Regions from separate parts of the Rattus norvegicus genome. Here region 2 is linked to region 1. The links are chromatin contacts, called in public Hi-C maps. All regions are on one chromosome and are shown on one strand. The core of a region is the stretch at or near the end of the contact, and the rest is flanking DNA. Distances in the headings are between cores, read along the strand shown.

Region 1 (2,844 bases), core at 187-2,686:
AGGCTTGTGAGCCTGCAAGACTGTAAATGATTACACACTAGGGGCCTGGGCTTGGAGCACTAGCCATTCGTTAACACAGAGAGCGCACAGAGGTGAATGCCCTGGCTTTGCCCGTTAGTTTACCGTTTGAAACAGCGCTGTCCTGCCCTCAGGAGGGGCCTGTGGGGGCAGATGGTAGAGGGAGGGATACACTGTTTGATAAATGACCAGACACCCTAACAACTACTGTTCACTGAGTCAAATGAAGGTGTCAGTTTCACTGTTTTATTGTGCGAACTTATGGGTGTCACCTCCTGTGCCCTGGAATACAGCGAGTTCTATCATCAGAAACCTAACAGGAACAGCCCATCTTCAGGCTAAATGGAGAGGAAGCAAAGTTGAACCAAAGCAGTAAGGAGAAGAGAGAAACAATAGTCCAACCTTGTGAGAAGACTGAGATGGCTCGGTCAGGAATTACACAAATCCAGCCGACTGAGTCCATTTTTAGGATATGGGCAAACCCTCTCACTAAGCCTCCAGCCTGTCTCAGTGTAGAAAACACATGGACAGGTCTCAGTAAGCAGGTCTCAGTAATTGTCAAGTGATAACGCACGAAAGCCTGGAGTCATTAAAAGAAAGGTAAATCTGTTCAACACAACCGGTTTAAGAATGTACAAGAAAAAATGCTACTGCATCCAAGCAACCGAACCATTACAAACCGGGAACAGTTCGAGGTGACCGTTACAGGTCTGACTTAGTGTCTAGGGACTCCTTCCTTGCCGAGGCTGGATAAACGGAACTTCACCCGAAAACCGTATTGAGGTCTTTTTTGCCTCTCTGCATGGTGTTATTTTGGTAGCAGGAAAGCAATAAAAATGGGGAAAGGGGAATAAATGGGGACTTAACGTTTGTCCTTCCATTAAAAAACAATCTTGCCCGCCAGCTCAGATGCACACGAGGGCCGTTCAGTCAGCCTGGCTCTTTTTGATGACTCGCTGCGGGTCGTGGCTCCTGACCAGCATCTTCTCCAGCCGCTGGCAGTGTTCACGAAGCTGCTTCTCCCGGGGCAGGAGGAAGGTGAGGACCTTGTTGCGAACTATGCCGCGGTCCTCCTCCTCCCTCAGCCGCTGCTTCACTCGCGCTGCCTGTTCCTCCTGCTGTGCCAGAACCCCACTCATCTGGCAGAAGGCGTCCTCCAAGTATCGGATGGCCTTCAGCGCCTCCTTCTTGAAGTCCTCCAGCTCCGCTTGCACCGCGGTCACTTTCTGCTGCAGGATCTCCAAGTCGGCCGGCAGAGGGAGATAGGAGGGCCATGATTGAGACAGGGAAAGGTCCCCAGACTGGAGCCCACTCTCTACCATCTTCTTGCCCTGTAAGGTATTCACCTTCATAAGAATGGACCCTGCCTGAAAGAGGGCTTCCATTATCTCCTTCTGCAGAGAGGAAGCCAAGAAACTGAGTCCGAGAGATGTTTGGGGGACTAGAGGCACTATCATTTGAAGTGGATAGACCCCGACTCATTATGACATCAAGACCCTTCAGCCAATCAGAAGGAAAGCCCCAGTTCACTATTTTGCATATTGTAGCGTTTTGGGTTGGTAACCTACAGTTTTACGTGCGCTTCCCCAAGTCTCCTGAAATGAAGCTTCTCAATAATTCGTCACCCTGTCGGAAGAACTAGAGTTCAAGCATCCCTTTAACCCCAAGAGGAAGCCAAATCCGAGGGAGTGGAGAAAACTGGCCAAGTCAAGGCAAGCCAGGTCGGGTTCACTGGCTGCCAAGAGTGAGCAGCTCCCACCCAATAAGGCACATGGATGATTTTATGGCCTGGTGTCGGCTTCTTTCAGCCTCACCAATAGAACAAAGGCATTCTAAGAAGTAACGGCTGGTTTTCTTAAGCTGTAAGATGCTAAAGGAGTAATCGATCCCAAATCCATATTCCTGCAGTGGCTAGACGATGTCAGATTGCATAGATGATCTACTTGTTGTGATAAACATGTTTGCTCTTGAAGGGTGGTCCACAGACTTGTCTGTAGGACAAAAATGAGCCATTCGGGGTTGGGGATTTAGCTCAGTGGTAAAGCGCTTGCCTAGCAAGCACAAGGCCCTGGGTTCAGTCCCCAGCTCCGAAAAAAAGAAAAAAGAAAAAAGAAAAATGAGCCATTCATATTTATTCAGTTAAAGCTTCCTGAGTGCTCGCTGGGTTCTGGAACTAGGGAATGAGCCTAAGTACTATTTCCCAACATTCCTGGAGGGTGGCAAGTAAGAGGAGCGTGTATACAGGTAAACCTTGTGGGTTTGCCTGGTTACTCTAACAGAGGCAAATGTTTGTAGCCACAAGCGGCTTGGTGGAGAACAAGATGGCCTTTGCATATTGCAGTCTCTTGCCCAGACCTCCTACTAGGATTCCAAACATAAACATCTCCCCAACAATCAGCCTGGAAGCCAATCCATCTAGAGCTAGATAAATTACCTCTTCACTCAAACTGGTTTCTACACTGCCATCCTACCAATGACTCTACCTGAGACAGCAGCCACAGTAGCATCTAGTGCCAAGGTTTAAATGTCTGTCCCTTTCCCAAGGCATTTTGAAACTCTGTCATCCTATCAGTATTGAGAAGTGAGGGCCTTTCTGAGGCAGAGTCTATCAGATGGGTGGTACCATTTCTAGAATGGGTTCATTATCATAATAATCTCTGCTTGACCCCTTTTCTGTTTCTCTTGCCACCTTCCCCTTCCTGCAATGGGTACTTTCCATATAGGAAGACATAGCATGAGTCTCCTCGCCAGACCCCAGCTCCTTGATTTTAGACTTCCCAACTTCTGGAATTACAGAACTGTAGGGAAACACATGTTTTGCTGCTG
Region 2 (2,844 bases), core at 115-2,614, 420 kb before region 1:
ACTTTATGTTGCCCCTCATGCCATATTAATTTGGTTTATTGTAATAATTTAAAACAATAAGGGTAATTGTATCCGTACTGTTTTAAATACTCCATAAATTGAATACAGCCTGAATCTGGCCATCCTAGAATATGAAGTGTGTGATTCCTCTGGAAGCTACAGACACCAATCTTTTGAAGTTTACACTTCCAGGGGCGGAAGGGAGCTTTTACTAAGTATCTATTGTGTACCAGAATCTGTGAGGTATCTAGTGGTTCCAAAACTGGGGGTAAGGTGCTTTGTTATCTCAAAGACAGGTCTTGGGAGGGCCATTTCACTCTTGGTACTTTTACTCTCTACAGAGGAAGCCCTAGTAACTTAAAACATAAATAAATAAATTAGATAACGGATGAATATGGGGGGGGGGTTCTGAAATAACCACCTAGACTAGCCACCCTTGGGATGGTCCCAAACTGCTACTCATTCTCCATGAACCTTTGCTTTGAACCCCAATCATTTGACCTTGACCCCTAAAAGCCCACTTTATTATGTTTTCAAATTGCGCTCTGAGTAATGCTCAAACCCTGTCTGGGTGCTTCCTCGCCCCCTTCTATCTATCGCGTCAGTTTCTCAAAGTTCCGAAATAACCTTCGCGGGCACGGCTCCGTACCTCTGCCGAGGAAGGGCGGGGAGCCGTGCAGGACGTGCCGGTGTGGAGCGGGAGCCAGAGAACTTGACGCGCGAAGGGAAAATAAAACTTGTGGCTGGTGTTTGTGCAGGAGGGTCTCTTCCATCCGCGAGCCCCCAGATCCCGAGGGTCTCGAGGACTGCCCTGGGAGCGCAGGGTGTGGGTGTGCTCCCGGCGTCCTTGACCTAAATTTCCGCGCTGTGGCTGGAAACCGGGGCATAGAGGCAGGGCGGGTGGCGGGTGCCACCTCCGAACCGGGCGCAGGGGCCCGCGAACTTGAATGGGTAGTGCGAACTAAGGGGGTCCGGGGGCACTGCCGCCTCCCGGCCCCGCGAACCGCCCGGGCCGAGCTCCCCGCGCCTTCCCCTCCCCCACACCCAGCCCATGTGATCTGAGCTGACTCGGGGTGCGCTTCCCGGCTCCTCGCCCGGCTGGCGTGGGCCCCCCTCGAGTCGCGGGGCTCGCGCGCCGCCCCTGGTGGGTCCCGCTGCCGCGGGGGGCCGAGTGTGTGCGCGCGCGGACAGGCGGGGGACCGAACGGGGTGCGTGACGTCACCGCATTGGTTACACGACGTTCTAGAACTCCGCCCCACGTGCGCGGGGAGGAGGGGGAGGAGGAGGAGGAGATGGGGGTGGGGAGGAGGAGGGGGAGAGGTGGGGATGGGCCGGGGGGGCGGGGACGGGGGGTGTGCGAGGCGGCGGGGCTGAGCTGAGCCGAGCCCACGTGTGACGGGCTCTCGCCGCTGGCCCGGCTCGGCGCTCGCGGAGCTTCGCAGCCGCCGGGCGGGGGGAGGAGGCGGGGGAGGAGGGACGGAGATCTGGGGCTCGGAGCCGGCCGCCGCTGCGCTCCGCTTCGCTGTGGGGCTCGGTGTGTCGGGGGTGGGGGGGCGGGGGGGCTCCGCTATGGAGGCAAATGGGAGCCCAGGCACCTCGGGCAGCGCCAACGACTCCCAGCACGACCCCGGGTAAGTTTCCAGCCGCTGCCCACCGCGCCGCCGCGGGCTCGCTCGGAGCTGTGCGGGCGACGGTGCGGAGCGGGGCATCCGCGCGCCCCCCGCGCCCCCGCGCGCACCCCTGGGGCACTCGCGCACCTTGGGGTGGCGTGGGGCCGCCACCTTCTCCCCCAGCCCACCTCCAGGCTCGCGCTCGCCCGCTCCCCCCCAGCTTTCCTTTTAGCTTTTGTAAGTTACACGTCAAAATGGCCGATCTGACATCGGTGCTCACTTCGGTTATGTTTTCTCCCTCTAGTAAAATGTTTATCGGTGGACTGAGCTGGCAGACCTCACCAGGTAAGGGAGGGAGGGGGGGACGCCTGGGTCCCCCCCTTCTTGGCTTCTTTATTGCTCTTTGTTATCCCAGTGTAAGAGCCCCCCCTCCCCGCCATTGGCTCCCCACTTCTCCTGTGCAAGGTTATTTTTTTAAATAGCAAATCCTTTCCGAGCCCTCTACGCGACCTCTGTTGCTGAATTTCCCCCGCGTGTGCAAAAATATTGCAAAAACAAAACAGAATAACAACAGAAAACTACTTTTGCTTTTTGTCCTTGATCAGAAAATTGCATTGCTTTCCCCCCCCCTCCACACCTTCTCCCACCCCCCCATCTCTCTCTTTCTCTCTCTACAGATAGCCTTAGAGACTATTTTAGCAAATTTGGAGAAATTAGAGAATGTATGGTCATGAGAGATCCCACAACGAAACGCTCCAGGTAACGCATTCCCTTCTTGATTTTGCCTTTATTTTAGAACAAAGTTTTAGTTTTATTTTTGGAGGTGTCTTCGGAAGTAGCTAAGCGGATTTAGAATGGGGCTCAGGCGCGTGGCTGGGCTGGAACGTCGCTCCCCCCTCCCATAACCCCAAAGGTTATTGTTAATTAGGGCCGAACTCTGGTTTCAGAGACGCCCATCTCTCCCGCTTGAAGTAATTTTCCTGTCGCTTCTTGTTCTCTTGTTTAAAATGACATTCAGTTCATCCACTTTTCACATAGTTTTTTTTTTTAATTTAAAAATTTGAATGTATGCCTTCTTCATACTCCCAAACTCTAAAGTCCCCTCTTTGGGAGATGAATGAATATTTTCGTGCCCGTTTTCCTTTGGAATAAAACAAAGCCTTAAGTAAGGGAAGAGGAGGCGAGGAAACTGAGGCGGCCAGAGAGGAGGCACCAGCGTGTTCCAAGTTACCTC

Evidence for each region. A called contact is a pair of places that touch in the nucleus more often than the background predicts.
Region 2: a contact with region 1 is called in a Hi-C map of hepatocytes, with 2.0 times the contacts expected there. The contact joins the promoter of Msi2 here to the promoter of Ccdc182 in region 1. A contact is called at or near these places in 7 of 12 Hi-C or Micro-C datasets (the A7r5 cell line, the Rat2 cell line, Schwann cells and 4 more).

The regions. Positions count from the first base shown.
Region 1 is chr10:73,586,008-73,588,851 of GRCr8, reverse strand. Ccdc182 (coiled-coil domain containing 182) reads right to left here and starts at 1,436. Exons shown (of 1, transcript NM_001277485.1): 1 at 624-1,436. The coding sequence starts at 1,403. The coding sequence ends at 945.
Region 2 is chr10:74,006,017-74,008,860 of GRCr8, reverse strand. Msi2 (musashi RNA-binding protein 2) reads left to right here and starts at 1,364. Exons shown (of 12, transcript XM_039087672.2): 1 at 1,364-1,631; 2 at 1,915-1,955; 3 at 2,288-2,369. The coding sequence starts at 1,570.